2 separate regions of the Rattus norvegicus genome follow, and region 2 is linked to region 1. A link is a contact called in public Hi-C data. All regions are on one chromosome and are shown on one strand. Each heading gives the region's core, a stretch centred on a gene start, on an enhancer-like site or on the middle of the called end of the contact. The rest is flanking DNA. Distances are from core to core; before and after follow the strand shown.

Region 1 (5,262 bases), core at 1,331-3,830:
GCCACTGTCCTCAACAGGCAGCAAAGAACACACGGGCAGTACCCAAGGATAGGGCAGGGTACCTCAGACACATGAGGATGCCGGGGAAATACAGTCCTGGTTGTTCAGAGAGAGTGGGAGCTAGGGAATGCTAGGAGTGGACGGTGCTTCCCTTGGTACTCTGTGTAAGGAAGCCAGAGACACCTTTAGACACTACGATCACCCACTGGTTTAACCAGATCTTCTGGGACTGTCTGGTCTTACCTTGCTCGGCTTACATAAGCCCATAGGCTGGCATGTTCTGATTTTGTCTATGTTATCTGCATGTACCTTTTGCTGTCCCTCTCTGGGCTGAGTGGGGATAAATACTGCAGCGTAAAGGGTTCAAAATATCGTGGTGTCCAGCTGCTTCACCTTCAGAAAAGAAAAAGGCCCAGGCAGGCCAAGGACACGCTACAATTGAAGGCAGGATCTGGATACCCACCCTGTCCGTAGATGAAGAAGCCTGGGTCAAAGGCAGAACCTGCTTTTGCTGCCCTCTAGTGGTCATAGTATAAACTGCACACTGTCTGCGCGGCCGCCCCCGTGTTGACCTCCTTTGTCTCTTCCCCGGGGAAAACTCTCTTCACTTCTGCCCCAGGGTCCAATACCCTTCCTTTTTCCTACTCTGAAATGTTCTGAAAGACAAAGGTCACCCAAATGTCCTCATCCAAGGCGCCCTTAGACAGACAAACTGGGAAGATGAACCAGCTTAAACTTACTGAGTAAGTATCCGTTTCAGGGCTCAAATAGTCACACCACAGCCACAGCTGGGCATGATCCCCAAACCTCATTTTTCTCTCGTCCTCTTATTCTTCACATGGCTCTCTTGAAACCCTCCTTGTCCTTGGCTTCTTAGATTGTCCCCTAGCTCCCTGGTTGGTCCTTCTCAGCTGTCTCTGCACTTTCAGGTCTCTTTGTCCCCACCTGCAGGTGTTTTCTTAGCCTATGGCCTTGCTTACACCAGCCTCTCAGGGCTCCATTGGAGGAACTTTTCATGGTTTTCAACCACCTGTACGGCTTTCCCAGTCCTGATGTCGCCTTCCTTCCAGACACAACCTATATCAGTCACCATTTATCACTGTGACAAAGTATCTGAGGAACTACAAACCACTCAGTGGGCAAAGGATTTATTGTGGCACATGGCTTCAGTCTGTGGTCAGCTGCCTCCGCTGCCATAGGCCTGAGGCAGAACTGGAGCATCATGAAGGAAGGATACGGAGGATGAAGGCTGCTCACGTCATGGTAGCCAAAGAGCAAAGAGGCATAATGGGTCAGGGACAAGATGTGCCTTTTGAAAGCACACCCCCAGTGACCCACTCTATCTAACCACGCCCTAGCTTGTAACAGACCACTGAACTATAAAGTGACGTTTGCATTAGTTCACGGATGCAATTAGCACTCTTGTGATCCTATTGCCTCTCAGTAAAGCTGGGGACCAGATCTTGAACCCACAGCGCTTCTCTAGGATGGGAGCCCTTGTCCTGAATGAGTATTGCTAAAAACATGTTCTAGGCCTGGGGGGGTGGAAGCAGAGGACTGGAATGAATGGAATAGATGTCACCTTCGAGGACACTTAATCCCTAATCCCTGATCCAGTCTGAACCCTATCTGCGTCTCTAGATCTGGGTACCAGCAGGCTCTTTTGTAGTTCTAGGAAGCCAGTTTGAATACAGCAGAACTCCAGAAAAACCACCAGAGGGCAGTGCTGCCCCACTCACAGCCTTTGGGAAGGCCTGTCTTTGTGTCTTGGTATTGAGGTCTTTCGAGGAGAATCAGGTGTGTGTGCGTGTGCGTGTGCGTGTGTGTGTGTGTGTGTGTGTGTGTGTGTTTGTGTGTGTGTTTGTGTGTGTGTTTGTGTGTGTGGTGTGTGTGTGCTGTGGTGTGGTGTGGTGTGTGTGTGTGGTATGTGTGTGTATGGTGTTTGTGTATGGTGTGTGTGTGGTGTGTGTGTGCTGTGTGTGTGCTGTGGTATGGTGTGGTGTGTGTGTGGTATGTGTGTGGTGTGTGTATGGTGTGGTGTGGTGTGTGTGTGTGTGTTTTGTGTGTGGTTTGTATGTGTGGTGTGTGGTGTATCTGTGGGGGGGTGTGTGTGGTGTGTGTGTGTGGTTTGTGTGTGTGGTGTGTGGTGTGTCTGTGTATGTGTGGTGTATGTGTGTGGTGTGTGGTGTATGCTATGTGTGGTGTGTGTGTGTGGTGTATGTGTGTGGTGTGTGTGTGTATGGTGTATGTGGTGTGTGTGTGTGTGTGTGTGTTACTTTGTGTGTCTCCTGGTGGGTTGTGGTGTCCATTGCTCACATCAGTGCCTTCAAATCCCACCACCAGGAAAGGGGATGCTGGTCATTTCAGGGACTTCTACAGAAGCAGGATGGCAGGACACTTAGAACTTGTATACCATCATTTTCAAGTGTGTTCTAACTCTGCCCCACAGGCTGTATGTGGCCAAGAGAGCTATGAATTCTGCTCAACACGAAATTATGAACTTCTTTAAAGCAGTGTGATGGAGTTGAGGGGGCAGTGTTGCTGCAGCTATTTCAGTCTGCAGCTCAGTCCTATGACTTGGTGCATGGACTTGGTTGATGCTATATGGCAATGCCAACAGGACAGACGACTGGAGGGATGGCTCAGCCCTTAGAAGTGCCTGTTCTCTCAAAGAACCTGGGCTCCTTGAGACACCCACCAGGTGGCTCAAAGACTGCCCGTGACTCCTGTTCCAAGGGATTGGGTGCCCTCTGGCTTCCTGGAACAGCTGCACACATGTGAGGAGCATGAACTCATGAACAAGCAAAAAACGATATTTTAAAGAGGCAGAGCCGGAGACCGTAGCTCAGTCGGTAGAGTGCTCACCCGCTATGACAGGAGGATGGTGGCACATAGCTCTAACTCCAGCTCTTGATAGGAGGATCTAAAGTTCAAGGCCACCCTCGGCTACATAAGGAGTTTGAGCTAGCCTGGGCAAAAGACTATCTTCAAGAGAAAAGTTGGACACATGTGATGGAGTCTTACAACTTCCAGGCCTCAGGCACCTGTCAATCAAATCGATGGCCTTAGGAAGGCCATTCTTGTCCAGGTTGAGCTGGTTGATGGGACCCTTATAGGCTGGGGGTTCAGGGCAGTTTTCTCCCAGTCTCACACCCATTCGAGCCCACCAAGCCCTAACAGGGCAGATGGTGGGTGAGCAAGCATGGCAGAGGATTTGTTGGTTTTCCCTGCCCTGAGCCCTACACCAGGAATGCTGGTGACTCAGCCAGTGCTGGGAGCCTCTCAGGTCAGAGCTGAAGAGAAGACATGAGTGTACTGTGCTAGTAGCTGTATCAAGACATGCTTGGGAAACAGGGTGCTCCTAGGGTGCAGGGGGAGCTGTCTCCTGCCTGGAGAAGAGAAGGGTAGGCAAGCTGTGCTGGGAAGGATGTTTGAACGCTGTAAGAATGGGGTGACTACATAAGGGAGGCGCCAGGCAGAGAGGGACCTCCGAAGTCTTGGGATGTGTCTCGTGGGGGAGGGCAGGGAAACAGCCATCCCCCTTACTGCCTCCCTCTCCTGCTCCCTCCCAAGGCCCAGAAATCCACGAACCCAGGGAATTTCTGCAGCTGGAAAAGGGAGGAGACATGATTGACATTCCTTCGCGTGTTCCACATTCTCTTGATTCATTCTTTCGGTGCTAGGGGCAGCCCCTGGGGGACTAGTGCATGCAAAGCCTGTGCTCTACCACTGGGCTACATCCCAGCCCGAGTTCATGTTCTATACCTGGGGGAGGCACACATGGAATTCTGGGAAGAGTCAGAAGCCTGTGGTCCACACAGCAAGGAAAGAGGAAAGGAAGGAGAGACACCAGGAGAGTAGGGGACAGGGGAAGGGCGGAGGGCAGGACAGGAGGTGGGTGGTGGCCCGAGGAGGGGGCAGGGAAAACTTTCTTGGCCTCCCTCTCCGCGCCCTCGCGGGCAATCAGGCCGGCAGGAGGCAGGTGGTCCGGGCAGACAATGGCGCGGAGGAGTGCGGAACCTGGGACTAAATTTGGCGTTGCCTTTGCAGGGCTCGGGGCCGCCCGTTCATCTCCATGCAAAGGAGAGACGAAATGAATATGCAGCGCGGGCTGTAATTGGGCCGCCGCGGCCGCCGCCGCCGCCGCCGCACTATAATTTTCCAAACAGGATCTTGCAATCAGGGCCTTATTCATTAGCGCATAAACAATTTTGTTTCTCGGCACTCGAGCCTGTCAATCAAGCCGAGAGGGAACATCTTGGCCGAAGGCGCGGGCCGTCGCGCGCGCTCCTACGCGCGCCCCCTCGAGCGCCGCCAAGTGGCTTTGTGCCCGGGAGCCCTTGGGTGCTGGGGTGGAGGGGGAAGGGGACTTTGCGGCAAGGTCCCCTGACAGCTCGCGTTTGGGAATCCTACAAATACGCTTTTGAATCTGCTTCTGACCCCCAGTCTTGTCCTAAGGGTATCTGTGCTCTCCTTCCAAGCCTCAGTTTACCATTATTAGCCTACTGGACTAGTGAGAAGCTTCGGAGAGAATAAAAATGGCTACAGCATTTGTTGCTGAAGCTCTGGGAGTTAGGGAACACTGCCAGTCCATTTATTTATTTATTTATTTATTTATTTATTTATTTATTTATTTATTTATTTAAAAAGGGGTGTCAGGGACCCGCAGAGGGCCCTTCACCCCACTCAAGACAGCCTTCTGGGATCCTGTCTGCCTCTGACAACCTGAGGGATTCTGGGAAAGCTGAACCCTGGCCTAGACTCCCCCACAAAGAGGCATGCTTGCTTGTGGGGGTCCTGTGCTTGCTGGCAGTTCTGCTTGCCCTAAAGCACCGGTAATTCTACAAGTTGGTTTGGGGCTCTGTACCTGTGGGTGGCTGTGTTTGTGTGCACGTGACTAAGTCTGTCCACACAAGCCCAGGTGCAGCCATGCTTGTGGAAAGACTGGGGTAGTGGGTGTAGCTGCCCGAGTTGTGGCTGTGATGGGGACCCAGGCTGTGAGAACACCAGAAAGAGGGGAACCTATGGAAGCAGGCTGTTTCTCTCAAGATGCACTATTGCTCTGTGGTCCTCAGTTCCTTGTCTACCCCTTCCTGGTCTGGCTTTCCCTTCTTGGCAGATTCCTTAGAGCACTCACTTTCCCAGCCTTTCACTTCTTCCCTCAGAGGGTGATTTATCTCCCACTGCTCCTGATATGGAGAGAGCTAGTGTCAGGTCTCTCTCGGGAATGCCAGGGCCAAATATTCCTGTCAGCAGTTTTAC
Region 2 (5,262 bases), core at 1,874-4,373, 91 kb after region 1:
AGTTAGTACCTAGACCTAGGTGGGGCTGAAGCCTGGGCAGAAACAGTGCCCCAGCAGTGGCAGGAAGGGAGCCTGGGACCAAGGCATGCCCTAAATTTAAACAGCTACCACGGCACGGGTCGAAGGCGAAGGCAGAGATGTTGGTGCTTAGAATTAAGCGCTAGGATCTAAGTTAGGGCCGGAGTCAGATGTGGCGTTGGCGCTTGGGGCTGGGGCAGATCTGAGCCCAACATTGAAAGCAGAGCAAAGCTAGAAGGAGAACTCTGAGCCTCGTTTAGGATCCCTCCCAGGACAGGCTTGTGGTACAACTGGAGTTCAAGTTGGAACCAGAGCTGAGCTCACTAGAGATGGAACGGCTCGGGGTGGATACTAGGATCCGAATGATCCGGGCCAGAGCCTCGGGTGTCAAGCTAAACAGATTACAACTGGTGCCTGGGGCTCAGAAAAGAACAGAGATAGAACCAGACCCGTGGCCAGGGCCCGTCAGACCGCAGGAACCCGAGGCAGATCGCCTGCCAGAGCTCGCGCTGGCACTGGGGCTCCCTTCTGTGTAAGACGTGCAGAGTAGGAGGGCCGGGCCAGTACGCTGAACCACGGTTGTGCACTCCGAACGGCAAGTGGCCTAGGCACGAGTGTGCAAGGCCTTCATGCTCCAGCACTTGTGGGCCCGACCGCCGCAGCCTACCTGAAGTAGTCCATCTTGCAGTAGATCTCCTTGTTCTTGATGTAGCAGCTATTCTGCTGCCTCAGCGATGTGCGACACACGGAGCACTCGAGGCACCGCACGTGCCAGATGAGGTTGTTGACCTGGGGAGGGGGCGGAGGTGGGGGTCGGCTCGGCGCGGGCCTCTTTCACGCCCGCCCCCAGCCTCCCCAGCCTCATTTGCAGAGAGAGAGAGAGAGACAGACACTGAAGCTCAGAAGGGGTGTATGGCTTCCCTACTTTTCTCCTATAATACAGAGGCTCAAGGAAATTGGGATTACAGTCTTCCATTCTCTTGTTGGAACCGGGGCAAAAGGAGACCTCCCACACTTGCCCAAAGCTGCGCGATCAGTCAACGGTTGAACTGGGAGGCCTAGTAAAATGGACCGGGCAAGGTCATTGCTTCCCTACAGTCTTTGGGGCTGCAACCCACACCCGTGGACAGGAAGGCAACACCTACCCTGACTCACCTTGAGCAGATACCGGTCCAGGATCTCGAGACCGCAACTGGAGCAGATATTCTTGCCAGCAGACGGCACGGAAGAGGCGGCAGAGGGCGGCGAGCAGACAGAGGGTGTGCTGGGCGTACATGGGGAGGCTCTACCTTCGTCCTTGTCCAGAGCGCCTGCCAAGGCCTCGGCGTCTGACTGAGCCTGAAATCGGAGAGAGGAACAGCGAAGCGCTTAGCCTGGTACTCAAGAGTTGTTGCCGTAAAGACAGATTTGGTTCCTTTGCGCACCGACTGACAACGAAATGTACCCGGGATGTCACGCCCTAGGCTGGAGTACAAGAATGAAAGGACTTATTGGAGAAGAAGGGACGGTCCCCAACTTTTAACACAGCGCATCCTGGGTGCAAGAAGTAGCCAAAGCTCACATTCCAGGCTAGAAAAACCAAGGCTCAGCGAGAGGCGGCTCCTATCGGCAGTTTTCCAGCGCAGGGGTAGAGGTTGGTAGCCGGAAGGCTGAGCCAGAAGCCCTGGCCTGTACAGTTGGGGGGACTCGGGGCCGAAAGCAGGACCAAAAGGACTCACCATGGCAGGCGGAGCGGTCCCTTCAAGACAGCGGGTGGTCGCTTTGCAGCCGGACCCTGGCTGGGCCATCACCTGGGGGAGGGGGAGGGAATGCAAGCGACAGCGGCTGCTGAACTGGCTCGGAGCTGTCAGAGCCCAGCGCCTCCCCTCGCCTGTTATATAAACCGGCGCTGAACAATGAGTCCTAACTTTGTAGTGGGCATTTAAAGCCCTTCCCCACAAAAGCGGTGTCTCTCTAATGAAGCAATTTGAATTTGGATTGGGTTTTTTTCCCTCTCTCTCCCCCTCTCCCTGCACTTAACCCGTGGCTCTTGAAGTAATCGCTTAGTTCCTTTGCAATCCAAGCCTCTGAGGGGGAAAAAAAAACACGCGCACACACACAAACTACCTGCAATTAGAAATTGTCGTGAATGCCCAAGATAAGAGGTAGCCAGAGTGTCAATTCCAACTGTCAATCAGTGAGATCCATCAGGCCGCCCAAAGAATTGCAAATTTGATTTTTTAATGGTAGTAATTAAAAATCGAATTTTTTTCTCCCTCTACCCCTCCCTTCTCCTACTCTCGGTACAAAATGCAAAAAGGAGAAAAGAGAGAAAGAAAGAAAATAAAAAGGAGATGGGGGTGGTGGTGGTAGTAGTGGTGGTGGTGGTGGTTGAGAAAATAAAACCCAGAGCGCTGGGAGCATCCGCCCGCCCGCCCGCTCGACGCGCGCCGGGAAATTGAAGCGGGGATATTGACACCGATTCAAACGCCTTTGGAAGGCCAGTCCAAGGAAAGCCCCAAGCCAAAGAGGGCGAGATCGGTGAGTGAAATGAGGCCAAAAAGAGAAAAGAGAGGCCTCTTGGAGGAGGAAAGAGAACCCTCCAGACTCTTGGAGCGCCCGGGACCGGCCCCTCATCGAGATCCTCAGCGTTGCGCCGGCACAACCTCTGGCGCATTGGCGCTATCAGCGCCTATTCAGACGGACAATACTGGCCTCGCCTCCTCTTGATTCGCCTATGTCTTTGCTAAATCGCTTTTTGAGAAATTCCTCCAACATTTGCATAATGTGTTCCCGCTTTCCGCGACCCCCCACCCCCGCCTGCCCGCTCGCGCGCTCACACACTTGCAGTCACACTCTCCCGAGCTCACTCAATACCCCTCCTCCTTGCTGCCGCCCGCCACCCGGCCGGGCCCGGTTGAATCCGGGCTCACGCTGGCCCCGGGATCCCGGACGCTCACCCACTCGCTTGCTTGCTCACCTGGTCGGTGGTGGGGCCGCCCTCCGCCGGTAACCGGCAGCCCTCGGGCAGCGCCGGGGCGGCGCTCTCATGCTTCCAGTACATGGGCCCGGGAACTGAGGGCTCGAAGGGCGCGCAGCGCAAAGAGCAGCACGGAGTGGGGCCTCGGGCGCCCTGTGGGCAGAGGCTGATGCGAGAGCTGGAGAACCCAGGCTCCGGCCCCGCCGCCCCGGGCCCAGCCCCAGCCCTCCTCCCCCGGTCTGAGCGCAGTCCTGGCCTCCCTGGCTGCCGGCACCACTGCCTCTGAAGAAGGTCCCGACAAACTTGGAGAGGTCCCTGCAGCTGCCTCTGCGGCTGCTGCCGCCTCCTCTTCCTCCTCCTCCTCTTCCTCCTCCTCCTCTCCCTCCTCGTCGTCCTCCTCCCCTTCCAGCTGCGGCGACGACCGCCCTGCCGCTGGAGCCCCGCTCCGTTCAAGATGAGTCATGCGTGACCAATCCCCTCCCCGCTAAGAAGAGCGAGACACTCCAAAGGAGGCAGAGACTCGAGAGACATACACACAGAGAGACACACTGAAACTATGCGCTACAGGGAGACTCTTGGAACATGCTAACATACAAAGGCACTGGCGGGCACACATCCTCACAGCTCCTTCTGCCGCCCCTCCCTCAAGGGCACCCGCCGCCCTCATACAACCGTTAATAAGTGCGAGAGGAACCCGTGGTCAGCCCATCTACAGGGCTGGATTCCACATGAAGCCACATTCTGTTGATGCAGTGCTGAGTCTGGTATATCTGTGTATATATGGTCACAAATGGTAACCTGCTCACACCAATCCCCCAGGTCCCAGACATCGACACACTTCTCAAACTCCTTCAAAAACATCCCTGCTTCATGACAACCAGAGCTTGCACCGGCTTCTAAAGGCTGAATAGGACTGGGGTCAGGGCAGACTGTGCTAGTGGCAGTGGGAGGGTAGGTCCCCTGGATTCTTTTGGAATAAATTTCTTGGGGCATCCACCTCCACTTCAAGATTTACCTAGTTACACGTTCTACCTTCTATAGGGCTCCAGGGATAATGAGAGTTAGGGAAAGGCAAAGACTCAGATATTGAAATAGCAGGCACAGCCCCCAAACACAGACCTCCTCAAACTCAAAGGTCTGATGCTGGCAAACACGGACGTTTATAGCCTCAGCCTTCTTCCTCACCTAAGAACTGTGTCAGAAAAGTGTGCAAATGTGCGTCCTCTTCTAAAACACTGTGTGCACACTCACACTTAGACCTAGTCCTGCATCGAGCAAACCACCCACCACACAGACCACCCCCTTCATAACTGCCCTCATTTACAGATATAAACAGCACCCCCTCAAATCATGCTTACACTTGTGCACACAGCCATATTCAGGCGAGTCTGGTTTCCCATGGAGCGCCAAACCTTGTATAACCTCTGTTATGAGGCATCTCTTACCATGCACTGCCTTCATATAGACAGTGAGACAGGTACCAGGCTTAAGGGGAAGCAACACACACCTTTGCAAAGAACAGTGTCCCCAGGTGTCAGTCTCTGTCTGCACAATTAGGCATAGCCAGAAACACACATAGACAATGTTGTCTATATACGATCGCAGTACTGAAAAGCCATCTCCCAACCCTTAGGGACACATATCTGCTCCTTCAGGCTGAAACAACCCCAGCTAATGGCATCAGCTCTTGAATTCCAGTAATTTATTGCTCTTGTGTGCACACTGGCTCTGAACCAGTCTTTTCTACTAAAGGGAACAGGTACACTGTGGAAAGCAGGTGAGGTGTGTACCTGCACACCAATGTACACATACACACTTGGATGTATATGTACATCCACACGCACACTCTTGGATGCTTTAATCCGGGCCAGGCATTAGAATGCTAAACATTTTACAATCATGATCTCAATTTCCTCTGTGAGGCAGCACACCCTATGGGTACCCATGTTACCTATTTTAACCTGAGGTTTAAAGAGATCACAGCCATCATAGTGCCACGTGACTAACAATAGTCTGAGCCAAGAACTAAAACCAGATTCCTCTACAGAGCTTATGACCTCTGGGCTACACCCATGACCATGACCGCTCCTGGTGAGCATAGATTCCTCTACAGAGCTTATGGCCTCTGGGCTACACCCATGATCATGACCGCTCATGGTGAGCATGTACAGGCACACACACATGCTTTCCATATTTTGACAAAAGCCTGCATCTGCCTTCTGCCTCATGGGCAAATATGGAATAACAACTGTACTGTTTCGTTCTCTCTCTCCCCTCTGGCCCCA

What was found. A called contact is a pair of places that touch in the nucleus more often than the background predicts.
Region 2: a contact with region 1 is called in a Hi-C map of frontal cortex, with 1.7 times the contacts expected there. The contact joins the promoter of Lhx6 here to the enhancer-like site in region 1. A contact is called at or near these places in 5 of 12 Hi-C or Micro-C datasets (Schwann cells, frontal cortex, hepatocytes and 1 more).

The regions. Positions count from the first base shown.
Region 1 is chr3:39,759,626-39,764,887 of GRCr8, forward strand. No RefSeq gene overlaps it. Among named protein-coding and RNA genes, the nearest start is that of Ttll11, 29 kb to the left of the region's middle. Within about 2 kb of position 2,581, at least 8 of the 93 cell types and tissues checked have an H3K27ac peak or open chromatin away from gene starts, as enhancers often do.
Region 2 is chr3:39,850,300-39,855,561 of GRCr8, forward strand. Lhx6 (LIM homeobox 6) reads right to left here and starts at 3,124. Exons shown (of 10, transcript NM_001107837.2): 1 at 2,978-3,124; 2 at 1,737-1,808; 3 at 1,174-1,356; 4 at 686-807. The coding sequence starts at 3,061.